Regions from separate parts of the Triticum aestivum genome. Here region 1 is linked to region 2. A link is a contact called in public Hi-C data. All regions are on one chromosome and are shown on one strand. The core of a region is the stretch at or near the end of the contact, and the rest is flanking DNA. Distances in the headings are between cores, read along the strand shown.

Evidence for each region. A called contact is a pair of places that touch in the nucleus more often than the background predicts.
Region 1: a Hi-C map of leaf shows a contact between it and region 2, with 7 times the contacts expected there. The contact joins the promoter of LOC123126286 here to the promoter of LOC123126274 in region 2. A contact is called at or near these places in 2 of 5 Hi-C or Micro-C datasets (both in leaf).

Annotation. Positions count from the first base shown.
Region 1 is chr1B:388,266,387-388,272,374 of IWGSC CS RefSeq v2.1, reverse strand. LOC123126286 (lysine-specific demethylase JMJ706) reads left to right here and starts at 3,506. Exons shown (of 10, transcript XM_044546651.1): 1 at 3,506-3,997; 2 at 5,226-5,613; 3 at 5,704-5,860; 4 at 5,938-5,988. The coding sequence starts at 3,995.
Region 2 is chr1B:387,424,215-387,430,674 of IWGSC CS RefSeq v2.1, reverse strand. LOC123126274 (phenylalanine--tRNA ligase beta subunit, cytoplasmic) reads right to left here and starts at 4,134. Exons shown (of 21, transcript XM_044546642.1): 1 at 3,976-4,134; 2 at 3,847-3,880; 3 at 3,164-3,274; 4 at 2,994-3,049; 5 at 2,790-2,893; 6 at 1,664-1,793; 7 at 855-970; 8 at 689-755. The coding sequence starts at 3,221.

The DNA of each region.
Region 1 (5,988 bases), core at 2,257-4,756, 840 kb before region 2:
CGATCCATCCACATATTAAAATATCAAAGTAGCGAACACGGATCAAGCTAACATGATGAATGTGACATGGTGAAATTCCCTTGTACCCTCAAGAACGTTTTTCTTATTATAAGAGACCGTTTTGGCCTGTCCTTTGCCTCAAAAGGATTGGGCTACCTTGCTGCACTTTTGATACCGTTACCGTTACTTGTCCGTTACAAATTATCTTGCTATCAAACTACCTGTTACCGACTATTTCAGTGCTTGCAGAAAATACCTTGCTGAAAACCACTTGTCATTTCCTTCCGCTCCTTGTTGGGTTCGACACTCTTACTTATCGAAAGGACTACGACTGATCCCCTATACTTGTGGGTCATCAACCGCAGAGTTGAATAGAAATGTTTTTGACGTCTCGAATGCGCTAAGTTATGACCCCAGAATCGTGGAGGGTGACAACAAAATGAGGGAAGCGATGAAGGTAACTTTAAGCTCATAGCATTCTGTTCGAGCAACCACAAATTTGATCCATGTCACGTTCTTACTTATTTGCAACCCTAAACCTAATCCAAGCCATTCTCTTCTTTTTTTGCAGAAGATCATGAACCGTTGCCGCAGGCTAGCGGGCATGCTTGGGTGCGCTGCCTCGGTTGACATGCATGCTCCTGCTCCTCGTGGGTCGACACGTGCCCTGGCTTCATCGAGCCACGCCGGCGGAGGTTCCTCTAGCCATGCCGCCTCGTCGTCTCGCATTGTTGACGAGACCGAGGAAGAAGATGATCAAAGAGAAGAGGACAAGGTGGAAGAGGGAGAAGAAGAAGGAGGTGACGATGAAGGAGGTGATGAGGAGGAGTACGACGACGATGACGAACCTCCACCGACTCAGGCAACCCTGGAGAAGAGGGTTTCTCATCCACACGAGGATGTTTTGAGTCCATCACCGTTCCAGAAAGAACGCCCTCGTTGTCGCCCGAACAAGCCGGACGAAGGCTGCTCGAAGAAAAACGAGGAGCGTGCCGCCAAGAGAGGGATGGGGGGGGGGACTAGTTCGTGTTGAACTCACTTAGTTAAAGTAGTTGTGCCATGTTGAACTACTCGGTGTTGTCTTATTGCTACCTTTTTTTGCTATGTTGAATCATATTTCATATGTTCAACTTATTGGATATGACCATTTGCTATCTATAATGTGTGAGGTCATCATATTTTCATATGCTGTTGTTGTGTGTTTATCTATGGCACTGTGCAAAGTTATATATGTAATTCAAATGGTCAAGTTCTTGTAGAAAATTTAGGGAGAGAAGCTACAGCTAGGAACCATGGCGGTAGGATCTCACAACTTACCGCCATGTCCCATGACGCTAGGTTGTGAAAACCTACTGCAAAAAAGCCCCCAGTTTCGCTTACAAAACTGTGTCGCGCCTGCCACACCCTACCGCTGCGGGGGATGGCGGTAGGATGTGATAACTACCGCAAAAAGAGGCCCGTTTTCTGTCACAGAAAGCTGGCGCCAGCACAGATCCTACCATGAAGTGTGTGGCGGTAGATTTAGGTACCCTACCGCCGTCTACCCCGACGATAGAGCAGCTAGGACACGTCAACCCGCAAACAGCTGGTTGACGGGGCGGGCGTTAACCTACCACCAGGGGGCATGGCGATATCCTGTTATACCCTACTGTCATAGGTTCCGGCGGTAGGATAAGAGTTAGATCTGAAAAAAATCGAACCAGAGTCAGATCCTACAGAACTGGGTGAAAATACGAAATTTTACCAAATTTGGCCAAGCGGTGCAAATGAGTCGGAAGGAAATGACAAGTGATGTGCACGAGGCGGGCTGGAACGTGGAAGGAGAGGGGACACGCGTAGGCAGGAGCTGGCGTGGACGGAAGTGAAGCGAGGAGTTAGCAGCTAGTGACTGGTGTCGTGATGACGGTACTAGTACAGATCTGACTGACGGGAGGGGATTAGTTTAGAGGTCACGACAGCAGCATGGCATCAGCAGTAAAAAGCCTAAAAAGGTCGTCACATGGACGAGGCTGAGCCACCCAGCACAGCACATCCCAGCTTTGCTTTGCTTTGCCTCGCCTTTTTCCCTTTCCGCTTTCGGCTCACGAGCTTCACACCCAGGCTGCTGCTGCTGCGATGCCACTGAGACCGAGCGGAGTAATTTTGCCGTGCATCGCCGGCAGGTGGATTCTGTTTTGTCTCGGTTATTAAGTCTGGTTTTGGTCGGTGAGAATCTGGTGACGCCTAGACTAGTTAGCCATACCTCTCCTGCTGGAGAGTGGGGAACTGGAGATGCTACTGCGGCCTTCTCATTTGATGCGATTTAAACGGGCACAAAATACTACTAGCACGCGGCCGAAAGAGGGGGAGGAACCCACGAGCGAAGCCGGCAGGCGGTTGAGGCCTTGGGCGTTGACGCGGCAACAAAGAAAGGAACAACACGAGGGATCGGATGGCGCCTAATCTCCAACCGCGCAACCGGCCATGCATCAGCCGCAGCCCGATCGCTGCCGTCCGTCGAGGACACGTTTCGGCATCCTGTGGCCCGGGGAGGTTGGGCTGCTAGGCTGGCCAAGTGGCTTCCGTTCCGTGGCATTAATTACGACGCAACAGAACCCAACGGAGCGGCGACGACGGCGACGTCGCACACAGGGGCGGGATGACGGGACTGCCCCTCTCCTCTCCTCTCCGGATGGAGTAATGGATGTGGGTGGTGTGGTGGTTGCACTGTTCCAGGTGGTGCCGTGAGCCCAACAGCACACCACAGCACAGCCCCTATGGGAATAGGATACCCATCATATATGCTCGCGCCCGTCCTTTCCTGGGGGTTGGCTCTCCTTGGCCATGGAGGGAGGGAGGGAGGGAGTTGGTTCGGGACCAGCCACCTACCATGGAAACCATCCACCGCTCCTACACCTAGTATCCCTAATCCAGGGTTAGTTAAATCACTTCACTTTTCAGTCAAATCAAAACCACCAACAGGTTAGTAGTACTGGTTAGAATGGTGGAAAAATGCCACCTGTCCACTCTATCTATCCATCTAGAGGCGAATATACTCGCACAAGTAACTAAATCCGAGTCAAGCCAACATTGGTCTCGGGTGACACAGCGGTCTCTGTCATCTCATGCAGGCGCGACACGTGGCGAGCTAACCTAGGAGTAGTTCATTCAATCAAGAAAAAGGGGGAGCTGGAATTTACTTGTGTGTTTTCGCAAGCACCTTTTGGGCCAACTGTCCGTCCGTCCCAGGTGGTAGGATAGTAAATGTCACATGCAGGTGAGGTGAGGTGAGCAACTAACCCCACCTCCACCCTCCCTCGTGTCACACAGGCGAGAGGAGAAGGAAAAGTCCCACCAGAAACAAAGAAAGACAATGGGCGAGGAGTGGAGAGGCCGAGGGGCAGGACGGGGAGAGAGAGCGCGCGGGGGACGCGGTTCCGTTAGCGTCAGTTCTGGTGGAACCAACTCCAACGCCAACGCCAACGCCAACGCCGCTCCCATGACCTCGTCGCCTCCCTCTCCCTCTCCCTCTCCTCCTCCAACCCGACGCAAAAAAAGGAAAGCGAAAATAAAGGGAGAGGGATAGAGAAAAGCGTGGGCGACGGGTACAAGTGGGGCTCTCTCGTCTCCCTTCTCTGCGGTTTCCCCATATCACCCTCCCCGCCTCTCCCCCACAGCCAGAGACCAGAGACCCGTTCCGTCCCGTCCCGTCCCGTTCCCTTCCTCTTCCGGCGACCCCCTCCCTCGCCGGCAACCCCCGCGGTGGGCCCCCCATTGCTGGCCCTCAATTGCGCCAGTACCCCCGCCTCCACCTCCAGCCCCCGCTCCCGCGTACCTCGCGCGGGAAAATAACCGACGGGAGGAAGGAAAGAGGGCCGCGCCGCGCCTGCCGGCTTCGGTTGGGCCGGGAGGGACCCCCGCCGCCGCCCGCTCGTCCGGAGGGGAATGCGGGACCCGTGCCGCCGGGGAATTCTCTAGACGGGCCTCCGCAACCGCGCCGCGCCCCGCCGGAGTCATGGTGAGTCGCGAGATCTGCCTCCCTCTGTAATTTCCGCTTCCGTCGCTCGTTCCATCTTCCTTCGCGCCTTTTCTCCTTCCTCTTCCTCTTCCGCCGCTGCCTTAATTAATGCGTGTTCGTGGTCGGTTACTGTTCGATTCCTCTCTCGTAGGCTAGAATTCGAATCACCGCGTCGTTTTCCCGGTAAATTTCGTCCCCCCTTGCCGAACAATTCATGGATTCCGCCACGAGCCACGCCAATTGGGAGAATTATTCAGAGTTACGCAGGAATCCGCGTCCGTTGAATTACTCGCATGCCTGCTGTTTCTGCGTCTCCGTGAATTCCAAGGGCGTCAATGTTGGAAAACCAGGAGGAACTATTTTTTTATGCCATCTCTTTGTTTTTGGATTTGTTCATAGGTATCATCATCACCGTATGAGCTGTATTAATTTGGCCTCGCGCCCTCGCCTCGTTAGGATTAGAAGTCAAACACACCAGCTGGGCTTCTACCAGTATATTTCTTCCTTTTCCCCTCTCCTTTGGGCTAAGTAAGATGCTCGTGCTAAATCACTACTGTAGTAGTACTCCAAGTTAAGTTTAGGCTGTCCTATTCCTTGCCGTGTGGGGTTGCATTCCATTGTTCGGCAAGCGCCAAGCAGGCAGTGGCATCTTCCTCCCCTTTTCCACAAGTTTCTACTCCAATGGTCGTACCGCATGTGCGTAATTATACCTTTGACCAAGTCTACAAATTAGTACCCTTTTTCCTCTTCCTTTCTTCCCGCCGATTTTTCTACAGTATGTAGAACCTCACTCAATCGTTGTGCTTGCGATTTAATGGCCGTGGATTCGAAATTTATGGATTTGTTCTTATTAAAGAGACCGTTATTCTTAAAGCAACGAGCATTTCTATGAATTGCTGCTACGAGATACAGTAGGACTTTTTATACCTCGAATATAGAACGGCTCTGGATAAATTCAGTGGCAGACTGATTGCGACGGTTGGTCGTGCCAGGGAAGCACCCGCGTGGAGGATATCAATGTGCCGTGTTTGATTCCATGACTATTGCTTTCTTGACTTGGCTGGGAGTTGCCGCTCTTTCGGTTCCACCTATGACCAATTCGTGGCATCCAAACTATTGGTGCTAATATTGACCCTGCTGTCTTTGTTGGTCAATGCCGGCTTGCAAGTTATAAATTGCAATGCTGCATGTGCTTCTTCACTCTCTGATGTATCTAGCTATGTCTTAGGTGGAGGGACGGAACTGTCTCCCTGCAGAGGTCAGGAATGGGCTCGAGACTCTGAAGAAGAGGAGACTTGAGAGGATGCGTTTGAGTGCTCAGATAGACGCCGGTGACAATCCTGCCATGGCTGCGAGGAGCGGCGGGGATTCACTGCGGACTCCTGCAAACTGTGGGGTGAGATTGCATGCCAACAACGTTGCTGCGGGTTTACCTAGCACTAGCAGTGCCCAGAACAATAATCCATTCGCAAAGCGCAAGGTGGACAAGTTCAATATGTCTAACCTAGAGTGGATAGACAACATACCAGAGTGCCCTGTGTATTGTCCCACCAAGGAGGAATTCGAGGATCCCATTGCGTATATACAGAAAATTTCCCCAGTGGCTTCAAAATATGGTACACCTTCCGTTTAACTCAAACCCATTTTTCTGCCAGTGTATTACCGAATGGATGAATAAATAATGACCATGCCATCTTTTTCTCCAGGCATTTGCAAAATTGTGGCTCCTGTAAGCGCTTCTGTGCCTGCTGGTGTCGTGCTGATGAAGGAACAACCTGGTTTTAAGTTCATGACTAGAGTTCAGCCGCTTCGTCTTGCTGAATGGGCTGAAGACGACACGGTCACTTTTTTTATGAGTGGACGGTGCGCTACTCTCTGTCTATTTCAGTACCTATTTAGTTTGCCTTCCAAGTCTCATCACATTTTTCACGATTCTGCAGAAAGTACACTTTCAGAGACTACGAGAGAATGGCCAACAAAGTGTTCTCTAA
Region 2 (6,460 bases), core at 2,885-5,384:
GGAGCTTTTGGGGCCAATAAGCTATAGCCTAGACATGCGCAGCTTCATGATGCGTGCAAAGTCAATTAAATGGACCACAACATGTCCTGCGTTTTTCTATCCCTAAAAAACTTAACTAACCTTGAAAAAAAAAGCTTTAGCAATGATCCTCAAACAGAAATATGGGCCCCCACCAACCGACCATAGAGAAGAACAGAAAAATGCAGAACTGATAGGAGCTGGGATCCTACCAGGTCTAGCTCGTAGGTTGTAGGGGTGGAAGGGGGTTTGGCGTGGAGGAAGGCGAGGCCGCAGGCGCTGAGGTGCCGTCGTCACGCGCGCGAGAGAGAGAGGGCGCAGGGGGGCGGCGGCTAGGGTTAGGTCTCCCGGCTCCCTTCAGGAAACCGAGCAAATATGATTGCTTCTGCTTAATCTCAAAACGGGTCCTTACATGAGTTTATATAATCCTCCTAATGATATAATTTGGGCTAAGCCCCTAACACGATAAGATAAGTTGGGCTGGGCCCCTAAGTACCTGCGCCATGAGGCCTTCTCCGGCTATAGTGTATGCCGGTCATAACAAGAACACACACAGAATGAAGTAGCAAGGATGTGCCTGACGGAAATACAAAGCTCTCTGGGATGTTTGATGGAATTAATAAGGAGCATCAACAAACTGTAGCTAATTGCAGCAAGGTCAAAAATCTACCTCGTATGAGAAGGGTCCTTGCAGAGTGTCCAAATCATGGGTACCAATAGCAACAAGAGTTCTCTTCCTGTCCTCCAGCACAGTACAGTGAGTTAACCGCTAGCCAGACAAGTTATACCGGCAAATAAAACAAACTAACACGCCACGCTAGCCAGACAAGTTATACCGGCAAATATTTTGATGGAGTTTGTCTTGAAGATCAATGAAGCTGTTGTATCTGACTTCATCAAAAGTTACTCCTCTTAGGACAGCACAAACTACATATGGTCTAATTTGTGACGTCTGCAAAAGAAATAAATATCAGCTGGTCAAGGCTTTGACTTTCCTTTAATAGATAGATGTGTGCATACATAATCCATTGCCTTCTAGAGAAACAAGGACAACATTTTAAAAATGACGTAATCCATTACTCAACATGTCATCCGCAGCTAGCATCTAGAATCTCAAAAGCATGGGCAAGTTAACATCTAAGAATTGCATTTCTTCTTTCTGCTATATTAATGGTCAGGACTACAATGGAACATTTATGACACACATGGATTAAGCATGACAAACATATGTATAGAAAATTAAACTAGTGCGTTAAGTCCGCCTTTGTTTTCTTTTTGCAAATCCCTTTTTCGTCATTCATTTAACTCACAGAGTCATTTCTCCTTTTCTGAAATGTTTTTTATCCAGAATATGCATTAACCATGAAGTTGTTCAAGAGAGTTTCCAATTGAGACGAACACCAAACCCTTAGACTCTGTCTATCGATTTTATCCACAGCTACTACAGAACCGTTACCCAGAAGTTAGCAAAACACTGAAGATACTCAGCCTTACTGTTTTTTCTTATATTTTTTCAAGTATATTAATTGAAAATTTGGCATATGTCGTAATATGGCCATAAGAAATTATAAGGGTAAAATACATTAAACTTATGTATAATAAAGAGCTAGATGAGGGTGAAAATGAACCTTCTTCAACTCATTACCTGTGGTCTAACATGCATCTGAAGCATTGAACCACGGGGGATTGAAGCAATTTTAAATATAGGGGTTGCTTCACTCCCAGTGAAAATGCGAAGAGATCTTGCTAATCCTTCAAGACATAACAAATCATATCTGCATGCATTGTAATGGACATCACACTGCATAAGAAATCTTATGCTAATTCTTTGTAATTTTTTAACAACCAACAAGTCATCCAATTGAACTTAGTAAACTAAGAAAACGTATCGTTAAAGCATAAGGCTAACCAAGACATTTCCAGTGCATACTTGATGCCAGCAATACTAATAAGGTGATACTCCCATCTATAAAACCAGTGTAGACTATTTGAAGGTTCAACAATTCGAAGTCTTATGTCACATCAGACATATACGAGAAAGCAGTTCTTTCTCTTTTGCTGGAAAGAAAGCAAAAGTTTGTGGTTGAACACAATGTGCTGTGTGGAAGTTCAACTATTTGAAGTCTTATTATCTCACATCAAACATGTACAAGAAAGCAAGTTAATATACTACAAGTGTCCCACAGCACCAAATAATTTCTTACTACACCCAAAATTAACAAGAGAATAGAATTAAATACAAAAGTAGCAAGACAAAATAAACTACTCATTAAAACCTTACCAGTAACAAGAATTACCATCATATATAGGGATGGCGCAGCCAAAGTTTATGTCAAATTAAATAAAAATCAGAGTGAACAAAACCTACAGATGTTGGTTCCAAATTTGATGCCAAAACCAAAAGAATCACCATAAATGCAGGTTAGACTTGAGCTGACATTAGTACGGATAACAAGGTCAACCTCCGCAAAGTCCAACAATTAAGTGACACATGCCATGCATGATGCCGATAAACACCAAAAACTTTGAACTGAATAGCAGAACAAAATTTGCTCGCCCAAATAAAAGAAAGCAAAACGGTTACATGATTACAGCTACGGTGACACCAATTCATACACACATATTTGATTTGACAATTAGCAGCTCAATGCAGACTAATTGAGCTAGTGATACCAGAAGACAGACAGATATCTCATACCATAGCAACTCAAGTCAGAGCAGTTTAGCCACTTGTACAGACAGTTCAGCTGGCAAAACCAAAATGTGCTTACCTATTGGCAGCAACCTCAATCTTGTAGATGACCTCGTCGTCACCGTCCGCTTCGACATCTTCCTCCAGGTGCTTCTCCTTCCGGATGATGGCCTTCTCTGTGGTCTACACAAACCCAATGAAGCAAATCACATCAAACGAAATAAACACCCAAATACCAAAGCATGCGAGTAGGAGAGAAAAATGGCACAGATCTGCGGCTCACCACGTCGTCGAGTTCGATGCCGAAATCGAAGCAGAGTGCCTCGAATTCGTCTTGCGCTGGAGCATCCACAACAAAGAAACAATATTAGTTACGTGTTCTCGCGGCGGGTTAAGGGAAGGAGTATGCGGTGGGGTTGAGAGGGGGGGGGGGGGGGGGGGGGAGGCGCTTACTATAGACCCTGCCGAGTGTGGCGAAGAGGCAGTCGCGGCCGACGCTGATTGTCGGCATCGCGAGCAGCGGCTGTGTTGCTTGCTGGCGGCAGGACACGCGAGCCTGTTAACCTAGCAAGAACAGCGGGGGAGCCCGATGAGGTGAAAGCGCTGAGAGGGGGTTTGGACAGACAGGTGGGCGCAGGGCTCGTGGTCGCACTTTTTTTATCACGTGCAATGACTATTCTTTTTAACGTGACGTGGCTTAACATGGATGCTGCATTAGGAGTCAGTTTTAGAATAATAATGATAAAGAGTGATGAGTAGCAGCAAGTCTCTGAGTTCTGGAATAGCTACCTAATTTTGATTACACTAGCAATTTAATAAGTACTCCCTCTGTACCGAAATACATGTCGCTGAAGTAGCTGACTTGCTCCAGCGACATGTATTTCGGTACAGAGGGAGTAGAAAACACAAAGCAGTTACTACTATATCACATGACAAAGCGAATGGAGATTGGCCTTCGGGTCCTTTCTGTGGAATTGCAAAACTAAGGGCAATTGAGATAAAAAAATAATAAGGGCAAATAGAATTAATTAAAATCATGTTTCAATCTATCAAGGCATTAATGCCGAGGGCCACGGCCACATTTTCTGTGGAATTTAAGCTTGAGTTGAGAACTTGAGATGGCTAGAAGGGGATACCTTTTGCTGAGGCGGAACGCCGAAGGATGCCAGACTGCAGATCAGCAAGGGAAGCAAGACTGCAGATCAGCAAGGGAAGCAGCCAAGAAGGAGATGGAAGGGGACTGCTCGCTGCTGTATGGGGCTCACCGGATGGGCAGGGGCGGAGGTCAACGAGACACCGGATACGGGACACGGCGGCCGGGCGGCTGGCGGCGGGATGGATAGGGTTCCACGGGCACGACACGGCTCCTTTCTTCTCGGCAAAAGCTCGCGTCTCTTTTGCTCAGTCCCCTCGTCCGCTATTTGTTATTGGGCTGACTGGCCGAGGCCCAGCAGAAGTGGTAGAGAGAGTGGGCTGCGCCCCAGGCCAACTTCTTTTTCTAGGCTCGGGAATTTCCTTACGCCCCAGGCCATGGCCTGGCCTGCCTGTGGCCCAGCTCCGCCGTTTATTACAACACTAAACAAGCCATCTAAAAAGGGAGCAACTAATTAACGAGGGCTCCTTCGGGAGCCTCGCAACGATCAGCGTCACTTGGCGCGCTCTTAGCTATTCGCCATGTGTCGCACTCTGGGCGCTCCCTTCGAATTTTGTTTTTTTTTCGCACGCGTTTTCGGCTTTTTAAACGGTTTTTTTTTTGAATTTTTTTTACATTTTGGTTTTTCACCGGTCTTCCCTAGCTTTTCGATAAAAAAATTCGAAAAAAAAAAAATTTGCGCAAAAAAACGTATTTTTGTTCACGAGAGTCACGGTTTTGTTTTCGCGAGAGGCACGGTTGTGCTTTCCCGAAAGGCACGGCCATGCCTCTTGGAAACGGAAAAAAATGTGTTTTCTGTTTTTTTTCTTTCGCGAGAGGCACGGTTGTGCTTTTGCGAGAGTCACCGCCGTGCCTCCTCGGAAACGAGAAATAAACACGTTTTCTGTTTTTTTTCTTCCGCGAGAGGAACGGTTTTGCTTCCGCGAGAGACACGATTGTGCTTTCGTGAGAGGCACAGGCGTGCCTCTTTCGGAAAGGGAAAAATGCGTTTTCTGGGTTTTTTTCTTCCGCGAGAGGCACGGTTATGATTTCGTCAGAGGCACGGGCGTGCCTCTTTCAGAAAGGGAAAAAAACTTGTGTTCCCGGTTTGGTTTTTTCGTCGGTTTTTTTCGTCCGATTTTTTCGTGAAAAAAAGTTCGTCAAAACCTATCAACATGGGATCTAGTTTTGAAGATCTCGACGCGAGGAATCCAACAATGAAAACGGTTCGAGATTTGGACGCACGGTTTAAAAGATAAAACATTTAACATTTTGAATAAACGGATCTACGAAAAAAAGGGAAAACAGTCAGGTTGCGACAAGTGGCGCACATGCAGCGCGCCACTTGTTGCTACCTGGGAAAGTTGAAATGATCTCCGCAAGGAGTACTCCTCAATTAATGATTTCGATCTAAAAAAAACTTCCTCTAAAAAAGAGCCATCTAAAAAAAGGTTTACAGATCCCTATGAACATTGAGATTTAATAAAGGTTTATAGATCCTAAAAAAAACTAGAGAAGCTATCTTTGCGTATAAAAAAACTAGATGAGACATCTTTGTGAAAGTTGCAATTTTTCATGACATAATGGTGAAGATATTGTGATCCGACATCCTGCACTTCTAGGGGATTATCTCTGGCCCAAGTACGTTCATCAATCAAGGTTTCCCATCTTTTTATATGCGTGACTCATGGCGCTTTCAAGAATCATTATTGGTAATGTTCGTGCAGGTGAAAGAGTGATAAAATCGTTGCTCCAATCTAATTGCAACCTCTTTATCAAAGTCTTCGGAGTATTTCTTCTAGCGAAGATTAATAAGGCGAAGAAGGTGTTTTCAAGAGATTTCATTGTGATTCTTAGCCATAGGAGTTGCTTTGTATTTTCTTGGATCTTAGATCTAAATTAATGTACCTGTAATTGTTATGAGTATGCATGAATTACACGTGTTTATCAAAAAAAAAACTAGACAAGCCCTTAGAAAAATGTAAGGGCAACTCCAACCCGCCGACGCATTCTGTCTGTGCACGTTGTTTGTGTCGAAACGGACACGAATCGTGGCCCAATGCACCGACGTAAATGGACGAGTGTCCGCTTTTGTCCGCCCGCAACCCATTTCAGGCCCAAGTTTGGGTCGGGTTTGCGTCGACGTGGATACGTGCGACGCCTGCCCTTGTCCTTCCTTTGGCCCGCCACACAGTGGCACATCCACCTCATCCCCCCTTTCTCCCGCAAACATTGTTGCCCGCTCGCCATGGCCGACACGCTACCGCCGCCCCCGTCGCCCTTGCCTCCACCGTCGACAAGCCATGTGTTGTCTGCGAAAAGGCGACCAAGGCCAAGAAGGAGCACATGCCGGCGCAGCGGACCATGCAGTCGGCCAAGAGGGCTAGCCGGAGGAAGGTGCGGGCGACAAGCTGGAAGCCGCCAACGTGGCCGCCCTCGTGATAACCCATAAGTATAGGGGATCGCAACAGTTCTCGAGGTTGGAGTATTCAACCCAAATTTATTGATTCGACACAAGGGGAGCCAGAGAATATTTACAAGTATTAGTAGTTGAGTTATCAATTCAATCATACCTGGAGACTAAATATCTACGACAGAGTGATCAGTAGTACAGTGGT